Linked DNA regions of Triticum aestivum: region 1 is linked to region 2. A link is a contact called in public Hi-C data. All regions are on one chromosome and are shown on one strand. The core of a region is the stretch at or near the end of the contact, and the rest is flanking DNA. Distances in the headings are between cores, read along the strand shown. Region 1 holds the start of LOC123045380. Region 2 holds the start of LOC123045377.

Region 1 (5,065 bases), core at 1,315-3,814, 790 kb after region 2:
AAATCACATTTGTGGAAGTCGTGGCAAAAAAAAGTGCTTCAAAATGCTTTCGAAAGTAGCATTTTCATAGTAACGGTTTTTTTTTTGCCATGCCTTTCAGGAATATGATTTTATTATGAAATTTTGCAGGCTCTTAGAACATTTTTCAATGTTTGTCACAAAATAATTCAGATTTTTTGAATGGCTTTACTGTTCACTCAGCTCATTTGAGCTCGGATCGAGAAACTCCACTTCGTTGAGGAATACAGAAACCAGTCTATATACAGATGAGAAGGTGCATCTGGTTGTACACGAGTAGAAAAGACAAATTACTGTCAGCGCTCGAGGGGCAGTGATTATGGTAGATGGAGCGATGGATGATTGGATCGGGGAGCAGGACAAGAACATATGGAGTATCGTACTTTGCCTAGAATTTTATTTTTTTGAGCGGTGCCTAGATGCTGATTTAATTTATTGTGTTGCAAGTGCACATGAATCTTGCGTGTCCCAACGGCCTGGTTAGGCGGTCACATGGTTTCGTTGGTGCTGGTTGGTTCCGGCGCTGATTTCGCAGGGGCAAAAGGCGTTTCGTGGCCGCACTTGTTTACCCGATGACGATGAAGCGTGCCGGCTTGATTCATGCTTGGCTCGGGCGGTTGAAGGAAGGAAAGGCCAAGAAAAGAAGGTGCCCGCCTCGCCTGCCGAAACCGAACTCCACTCCGCGCCGGAATGCCCCATCCATCCAAATGCGACGCGATGGATGGTCCACGGTGTGGCGGAGCGGCACTGTTGCGCCATTGAGCGGCGGCGGAGGAGGAGGAGGAGGAGGAGCACCCTCTCTGTTCCCTGCGCCACAAGCAACAGCGCCGCTCCCAATTTATTTACCCGCCAGCCCCGCTCCGAGATCTGCAGCAGCACAGTTCCCGATTTTAATTCCGCGCAGGCACATGCGGGGCCGACGGCCTTGGTGATGGAAGGGGAAGGTCCCGGTCTCGGCCCTGACACCTGCGAGATCGCGAGCGCTGGGTCTGCTTGCTCGGCTGCTTTGGCCTTTTCAGCTTTGGGGGCCCGAGTCCCGGGTCAGTGCAGTTATAGTGTGCCACAGGCCGCAGCTGCACAGACGCCATCTCCTTCTCATGCTTGAACGAGCGTGACCGTGTAGGTAGGTGTACGTGCGAAATGGTCCTGCTTGCTGTTGAACGCAGACTCCCCGGCCCGGCCGGTCGTGTCTGCGAACACCAGATTTTGTAATGATTTCTTGCTGTATCCGATCATTCATTCCATCACGCGATTCGATTTCGACCATGCACGTCTTCTATCTAAAAGAATAATCCACGGAGTTTGTGCTCTCAACACGACCGGAGAAGATGACGGACAAAATCACTATTCTGACCCTTTCAACGAGCTTTGTCACAAAATGAACTCGACGTAAAAGTATTTCACGATCTGACCCTTTTAGCAACGCCACAGCCCGCGGCGTTTCTGCCCAACATAGAAACGCCGAGCTAGCTAGCGTTTCTAACCAAGAAGAAACGCCGACGCGGCTAGCGTTGCGGACCAGGTAAGAAACGCCAAAGGCGTTGGCGTTGCTGCCCATCATAGAAACGTCGAGTTCATTTTATGACAAAGTTTGTTGAAAGGGTCAGAACAGAACAGTGAAAAAGTCCGAAGATGACGGTAGTGCAGTGCGCCCCTTCCATTAACGCGTTCGCGTGCGCCAAAATAATATACTTACTGTGTATACAACCTGCAAAGCCCGCAGCCCCACATGTCAGTCGCTGCCGAGGCAAAGGAAGATCTCACGTGTCGCTGTTGGACCCAATGGCTGGCTGCATAGAGACTAGAGTAGCGCATGGCCGCGACACGATTTTGCCTTGGCTGGTGGGTCCGTTCCTTCCTAGTGCATGGACTAGTCGGCTGCCCTCTCTTTCCGTTTCGCCCCTACAGCTACAGGTGCCGACCGTTTCGTTTCGGAAGTTTCAGTGGCCATTTAGGAAAGCAGTAAAGGCCTCCTCAAGAAGAAGATGCGTTTTTTCTCTCCCTGCCCTGCCTGACTGCTATGCCTATGAGGACTATAGGTTATTCCTTCCGTTTACCCACTCTGTTTCATAGGCCTCCTTTTCCGTTTCCGTTTCCGTTCGTTCGCAGTTGGAACGAAATGCAAGAACATGACGCAAACATGATTGAATTTGCTTTGCGCGGACCGATCGAATTTGTTCTCCACTAGCGACCTACTACTATTGATAAGAAGAACTACTACTACTATAGGCCTCCTTTGGTTTGGAGGAATTTTATAGGATTTTCATAGGATAGGATTTCTATAGGAAAAATTCTTTCAGAGCTCTTTGGTTTGTAGGAATGAAATCCTATTCCTATGGAGAAATTCTTCCTATCCTCCACATTTCATAGGAAAACAAACATTAGCCTAGACTCAATGGAAAAAATCCTATGGTGCGAATCAAAGGGCATCTCTTTTTCTATTCCTATGCATAGGATTTGAGATGCATGTCATCTCATTTCCTATGACTTTCCTATTCCTATGATTTTCCAATCCTATGAACCAAAGGAGGCCTAAAGCACAAGGAAGCATACTAGTAGGAGGGAATACAGTACAGTACTAATAGTTGAGGTCGAGCACAAGCACAAAAGCCGTTGGAGTTGGAGGGGAAACCCCTGCAGAAAGTGAAGATTTTATACCTAGCTTGCGAGCACCAGCCTATTGCCTGTCAGGCTCAGGCTTCCCGATTAAGAGATACCTTTCTCCTGCCATTACCGAACTTGCTTCATTCCCTTCCTGTTGCCCGTCGCCGTCTGCAAAATGCCATCCGCGCGCTAGCCACCAAAGTGGTTAGTCGCCAAACCCCAAAGCGATTCCTCCGAGTGCTCCTACCGTGCCGTGCCTGCACGTACGTAACCACGCCTGACTGGGCATGAAGGACCTGGTGTCGTGCTTCAGCGAGCACGCCGTCAGGATCTCCGACGTCGCCTGCTCCGGCTCCGCCGCCGCCAATGCGGCTGCGGCGGCGGCGGCGGGGCCGGCCGACGGCGGGGGCAGGGCGGCGGGGATCAGCGCGGTCACCACCGTGTACCGCTCGCGCCTCTCGGCGTCCGGGAAGGACCTGCTCGTCGACGTCACGTGGGCGCGGTCGCCGGACGGCCCCGCGCTCTCCGTCGCCGTCCACGACGCCGGCGCCCCGCGCCACCGGGCCGCCGCTGCCGCCCCGAGGCACCTGCACAGGCGGAAGGGGAGCGGGACGTTCACCGCGGGCAGCTGCGTGGTGGGCGTCTTCTGGGACTACGCGGCGGCGCGGTACGGCGCCGGGCCCGAGCCCGTCTCCGGGTTCTACGTCGCCGTGGTCGCCGACGCCGAGTTCGTCCTCCTGCTCGGCGACATGAGCCGGGGCTACGTGGAGCGGCTGCACGGCGGGATACCGGTGGCCGAGTCGCGGATGGCGCGGCGGCGGGAGCGGTTCGTCGGGTGCGGGTGCTGGTCCACAAAAGCGCGCTTCTTGGAGTCCGGCGCGGAGCACGAGATCGGCGTCGGGCTGGAGGGCGACACGGAGGCGTGGGTGACCGTGGACGGCCGGAAGGTGGTGCAGCTGCGGCGGCTGCGGTGGAACTTCCGCGGCAGCCACACCCTCATCCTGGACGGCGGCGCGCCGGTGGACATGACGTGGGACCTCCACGGCTGGCTCTTCCACGCGATCGACCCGTCCGCCTCCTCGTCCAGCGCCGTCTTCACGTTCCACGCGCGCGGCGCGTCGGAGACGAGGCTGTGGATGGAGGACGACGGCGCCGCCAGCAGCAGCGGCGACAGCGACAAGGAGCACGAGAAGCCTGTGGCGCCGGCGCGCGGCCAGCGACAGAAGCAGGGGCCGTCAGGGCAGGGTTTCTGCCTGCTCATCCAAGGCTTCAGGAGCTCCTCCAAGATCACCTGATCTGTACATTCCGCGACAGGATTTATTTCTTCACCAATCTTTTTCGACTTCTTCTTGGTTTGTGTGCTTCGAAATGAAATTTAGGATGGATGTACTACTGATTGATGCCGGTTGTGAATTGATCCGATGCTTCACAGAATCACACGAGAGCGTGAAGCTGTGAATGGTAGGTAGACGTGGGGAGGTTCATGTTGACATAGTAGCAGAAGAAGGCGTTGGTTTTCCGTTTTTTGCTTGCTGATTTGATTGATACAGCAGTACCTGACTGTGAATGCGTTGTGGATTTCAGAAATATACAGCAAAGGTTGCAACATCTTGTTTCAACTGTTTGCTCCTTTTCATGGCACATAGCCACAAAAACATTTTGTTTGAGCATGTTTGTATGGGTCATGTAAGCTGATTTGCACCCTTAAAACCGCAATATTTGGGATATTGACACGCAAGAGTGATAAACGAGCAAGTTAAGAAAACTTATGGATATGTCAAGGCGGGTGCAGATGAGGATAAAAACACTTTTTCTCCACAATCCTTGTCATTCTCTAGCTTTGAGTAAACCGCGCACAAAACCGTAGCCATCACCGACGTCGATTGTGAGCTTTAAACAAAACTTGTGTTTGACATATCAACTCTTCTTCTAATCTAAAATAAAATCGGGTCCCTCTCAATTATTCCAGGACATGACTGCCACTCTAATGAATCCGAGAGGTCCCGAAGAAAAGAAGCAAATGAAACATGGTCCAGCCTTACTGGTCTACACATTGTGGAATTCTGAAAAAGAATCTATCAGATATGATTACACACAAATTTCCGGGCATGTATTGGTTGCACAGAGACTTGGGGACGTTTATCCGATGCAATGGTGGCATAAGTTCAGGATCAGGATAGTAGTCTAGTCCTCTGATCAAGATGGCTTTGCTAATTTATTGACCTACTGTTTGCCTTCATTGTGGCCATTCAGCTGCATAACAATGCTATTCACCTGCCTGCGAAAGGTCAACATGTTAGGCTAGTGAGAACTAGCCCAAGTAACCGGCCATTTATTGTGGATTAACAGTAACACAAGAGTGCCTACTTCATTGTGGGTGTTTTCTTGGTTAATTCATACCCCCTCCGCTCCAAAATGCTCGAAGTTCTAGGTTTTCTCGGCC
Region 2 (4,973 bases), core at 449-2,948:
TGCCGACGGTGGCATCTGCAACTTTCAGAGCAGCCAGTAGTACGTAGTTTCTTGCCCACTTGCATATGTGATCTATCCATACATGGCCGGTCAATCTCCTCTACTTTCATCAATATAATCAGATACAAAATTCAATAATTACACATCATGCTTCCTGTAGTCTATAACAATCTTAATTGCCCGGACACGGTCTCGGGAACTGTCCTAGTCAAGCACCTGACATTTCCTACTATCTGAATCTGGCGTGGCCGAGCCGAGTGGATCATGACGCTTCCGCCTAAACAATGAGATACTATCAGGCACCAGCACGCTACGGTCTTATCCTCTGAAGCTCTGCGTGCCAAACCAATTCGAGACATGGACCGAGGGTGGGTAGTGATCATCATGGATGATGACGTGCTAGCTCGCTACATGGTCGGCCAGAACGGCATGTACCGGAGCCAGGCCGGCGGTTCGCCTGCTGACGTAGGAGCCTCCCCGGCGTTCCTGACACCGCTTGCGCCGGCGGAGGAGCAGGAAGATGAGGAGGTCTGGACGGCGGCCGAAGAGGACCTGGGGCACAGGAAGAAGCTCCGGGACCCTAGCTCCATCACCTTCTCCCTCGGGTCCAAACCTAAGCAATGAGTCCACAACATTTACATGATCAGCGAATGATCCTTCACTTACTGAATGATGCAGATGATGCTCACTAACTGTCGCCTAAAGGATCAATGGTTGTTGCGACCGACTTGACACTCTCAGTGGGCCCATGCATTGCTTGCTGAATATGTTCTGATTCATCTCGCCGGCTATTCTCAAGCAGAGTTCATGCCGGCATATCGCCAGCTTGGCTAATGCTAGTATTTGGGTTGACTTTCCGCTTTGATAGTTGTGTGGTGCAATTCTGGAATGGAAAACAAAGGGCACTGTGGTCTTCAGATGCAACTAACTTACTTTCCAAGCTGAACTGGGAGTAGTGTAGGCTGAAGGTCGCCGGGTCGGTCGACGGCAGCAAGGGCCGCCTGCCCTCCTTGACGTAGATCCCCACGGCGGCGGCCACGAGGTCCGCCACGCTCCACTCCGCCGACGCCATGACGTTCAGCGGCCACAGGCTCCTCTGCACGGTCACGTTCACCAGCACCTTGCTCGGCGTCCTCCGGACCGCCAGCTCCGCCAGCGGCTCGCCGCCGTCGGCGGCGCGGAAGCTCCTGCCCCTAACGCCGGCGAGCAGGTCCGGCTGCGTCTTGGGCCTCTGCTTTGGCAGCTGGTGCCGCTGCTCCGCCCCGCGCCCGTGGAACGACGCCGACCGCTGCCCCGGGCCTCGCAGCAGCTGCCCTCCTGACTCCTGCCTTTGCCGGTCGCCGGAGCAGCTCTTCTCGAAGGAAGGCGCGTGAGGAGGCATCGCCCTTGCTGGCGGTGACCGGCAGGCGCTGCCGCAGAAACAGCTCCAAACACCCGGGCGATCAGACGGCGGGCGCAAGGATCACGGCTGCCGGCGGCAAGGCGCACGGGAGCCGGGCGGCGAGGCTGTCCATGCAGAGCAGAGCATGCAGTATGCAGGTGCAGCTGGTCCTATGGCCATATAAGAGCCAGCCGAGACGAAGGCGAAGCAGGGCACAATTAAAGCAAGGAGAACCGAATTTTCAAAGGTGAGAAGCGCAATCAAAGCCAGAAGCAACTGGGAAGTGACTTGTACCGGAGAAAGGTGAGATGAGAACGGCACGGCAGACACACACATGGAAACATTGTAACCATTGGTGATTGGCTTGTCAATTATTGGAGCACGATTGCCTCTCCTCCACAAATTAAATACGTTTATGTTTATTTATTAAGGTCGCCACTAAGGGCAAAATACACTTAGTCTTATATAACTCGAAAGAAATTTGATAATTGCAAAGTCATGCCCATTAAATTTCTATTGCATTGAATTGGCACCACGCTTTGGTTGATGCACTATATAGAAAAACGAAGAACCTTTCTAAAAAAAATTGCTATGAAAAGTAGTGCGGAACAAAATCCTTGAACTTGCAAGATTCAAGCTTACAACGAGGAACATATGGATAGAGGACTTCAATTGGACTTGGAGTAGGCGGAGGGTCAAGTGGTGAGGTTGAACACATGTGTAATGGAAGTAATGATCATTCAAGTATGTTTAGATATGTCTCAAAAGATGTAACTACAAAGATGGCTGGTGACCCCCAATTCTTCAATGACAAGCATTGACAAGGCTAAGGACATAGATTTTATCTTTTACCGATCCAAGATCACATTGAGTCCATAGCTATGACAATACTATTAACAAGGATCAAGTATGAATGGTGATAGTTGTTTTTGGTAAGTGCTTAGAGATCAAACTCCAAAATCACGCAAAACACCGCAACCATTTTCCACTATCTATAACTCCATTTCTAGTATTCGGGGCCACCGAGCCAAATCCATTTGGATCCTTTGATCCATTCCAGAGATAGTCGTTGCAATATTATCAAGGTGGGAAGCAGGATATGGTGAAGAAGAAAGAGAGAAGGGGGCCACGATGCTACCATTGTAGGAACTGGGGACACATAAGGAAGAATTGTCGAACATGGAGGAATACCGATGGGACCATAGTGTCCCAGCATCCTCTACGAGAAGTGATTGGGATGGTTGCCTTCTTACGCTATCAAGTGGGTTATGTGAGGAAGCGTGGATATTAGATATAGTGAACTCTTATCATGTGGCATCAAACAACGAGTAGATCACTTGCTACAAGTCTATAAAGTTTTCTGATCTATCAAGGTGGCGATGTGCCTCAGTGCACTATGACATTGGAGATGTCAAGATCCAGACTTAAGATGGAAGTGAACATGTGATGTTAGAGACATGCCAAGGGTTCAAGAGAGATATGGCTTCGCTTGGTAAACTTCATGGCAATGGTTATGTCTACAAAGTGGGCAATCACAAGAAGACCAGGAGAGTTAAGAAGAAGCTTGTGACGAAGGGAAAGAGAACCAAGAACAACTTGCACAAAGTGTGAATAAACATTGTTGAAGATGTAACCGAGGAGAAGCCAGATGTGGATTTATGTTCAATCAAGGTGACCAAAACGAAGGGGCCAAACTTGGCGGCACTCATGAGACTGAGCAACAAGGGAAGATTCCAATTCAAGTGTTGAAGATGATAACCACAAGATGATGAGGACATATCGTTAAGGTGAAGTTTGGTGGATGACCATCGAATATGTATATAGGGCTATAGTTGGACTTATTATGTCTAGGGGTTGAACACATGTAAAATAAACCTATGCATCGCAGGGTAGATTTTTTTTTTGCGGGAAGCGGTTAAACTATATTAGCGAAACTAGTAGGTTAGACACAATATCACGAAGGGGTGCTTTGGACGCCTGAGGAAGGGATGACTAGACCGACCATGTCGCGATTTTCGGAAATTTGCCTCATGGCCTTGGTGTGATTTGTCGTGGATTATACTTTGTTGACTTAGTACATGGGATTTTTTTTTTGAGAATTGGGAATGATCTTTATGCTCCCAAGATGTAGGCATAAATATATGTGTCTACTTTTCTTAATGTTCTAAGCATGTAAATTATACCATAATTTGCAATGATTGTAATACCTGTCCATAAACATATGTTTTCCTTTTCCCTACATAGAAGATAAGACACGCTCTACAACTATTTTAAAAATAAAATAGTTCCCGCACCTTCTCGTTTTTCTTCCCTTACCCTAAATAGTTAGGACAAACTCTCCCCTCTATTGAATTCATACTCTATCCAATTGCTACAATATTTGGAACTGATGGAAAAGGACGGGCAATATATATTTTTGAACTGATGGAGAGAGGCGGACAATATGCTTTAACACTCCTCCTCACGTGTATGCTTATTTAGTCCTTAGACGTGGTATCGATGTAGGCCGCAAAATCTTTTTTTAATATTGGGTTGGCATGGTCTTGAAATTAAGATCTCTTGGCTCGGATACCGTATTAAATTCATGTGGGTCTTGAAATTAAGACCTCTTGGCTCGGATACCATATTAAATTCATATTTCAGCCAGTTGCTCCGAAAGTATGGAGAGAGGCGAGTAATTTTTTTTCTTCTGGAAAAGGAGGTTAAACCCCCTGCCTCTGCATCAATCGATGCATACGGCCATCTTTTTAATTATTCCACGAAGGTCTGACAAAAACATACATCAAGCCACCCAAAGCCACTACTCACACCTACAAAATTGATAATGCCGCGTGCTCTCACTCCCCATATCTATAACTGATGTCATCGCCGATCCATTCATATAATGTATCGGAACCAACAACCGGTGCGGCAGACCTAAAATGTACACCACGTGCACACATTTTAGAAGCCACCATCATCATCGAACCACTGTCCCATCTTCAGGAGATAGATCTGCATCATCCTTGCCAGTCCGACCAACCGTCGACGCCACCACGGCGCCCAACGACGCCATCGCCCTGCGCTTGTCCATATCGATGTGGAGACTCTGGAAGATCTGTCGTGTGTAGCACCTACCGACCAGGCATGACAAAGCGTAGCACCTATCGGCCGGGCATGACTTGACATGTCCATCGAAGCTCCGTTCAAGACGAAGTCGCTCCGCCTCCTGCCTCTGCCTTCCAGCGCTGCTCCGTAAACGATACTCCAAAGAGAGAAACGGCACCATAGTGCCGCCATCATCCGATCTGGAACACCAGATCCTAGGGTTTCCCCAGAGCAACACGAGTGCGTTGACAGTAGTTACTCGAGGATGCCTTCATCAAGGCAACGGCAGAACGCCGCCTCCGCGTGTCGTTGGCTCGGTTTTCACTGGCAACCATGTCTCCCCGACTTGCAGCCGGGACTAGATGACGGGTCTCGAGATCCGATCACCCAGCTTCAGGCCGACTACCTCCGACGGAGGAGATGACCACCACCGCTGGCTGCACCGGCCAGAACAGATCTGACCGGAGGTGCCTCCAAGCAGCCCACCAGGCCCTCCACGCTGCTG

Evidence for each region. A called contact is a pair of places that touch in the nucleus more often than the background predicts.
Region 1: a contact with region 2 is called in a Hi-C map of leaf, with 2.5 times the contacts expected there. The contact joins the promoter of LOC123045380 here to the promoter of LOC123045377 in region 2. A contact is called at or near these places in 2 of 5 Hi-C or Micro-C datasets (both in leaf).

Annotation. Positions count from the first base shown.
Region 1 is chr2B:450,376,217-450,381,281 of IWGSC CS RefSeq v2.1, forward strand. LOC123045380 reads left to right here and starts at 2,565. Exons shown (of 1, transcript XM_044468410.1): 1 at 2,565-4,230. The coding sequence starts at 2,910. The coding sequence ends at 3,917.
Region 2 is chr2B:449,588,513-449,593,485 of IWGSC CS RefSeq v2.1, forward strand. LOC123045377 reads right to left here and starts at 1,699. Exons shown (of 2, transcript XM_044468405.1): 1 at 934-1,699; 2 at 67-613. The coding sequence starts at 1,381. The coding sequence ends at 408.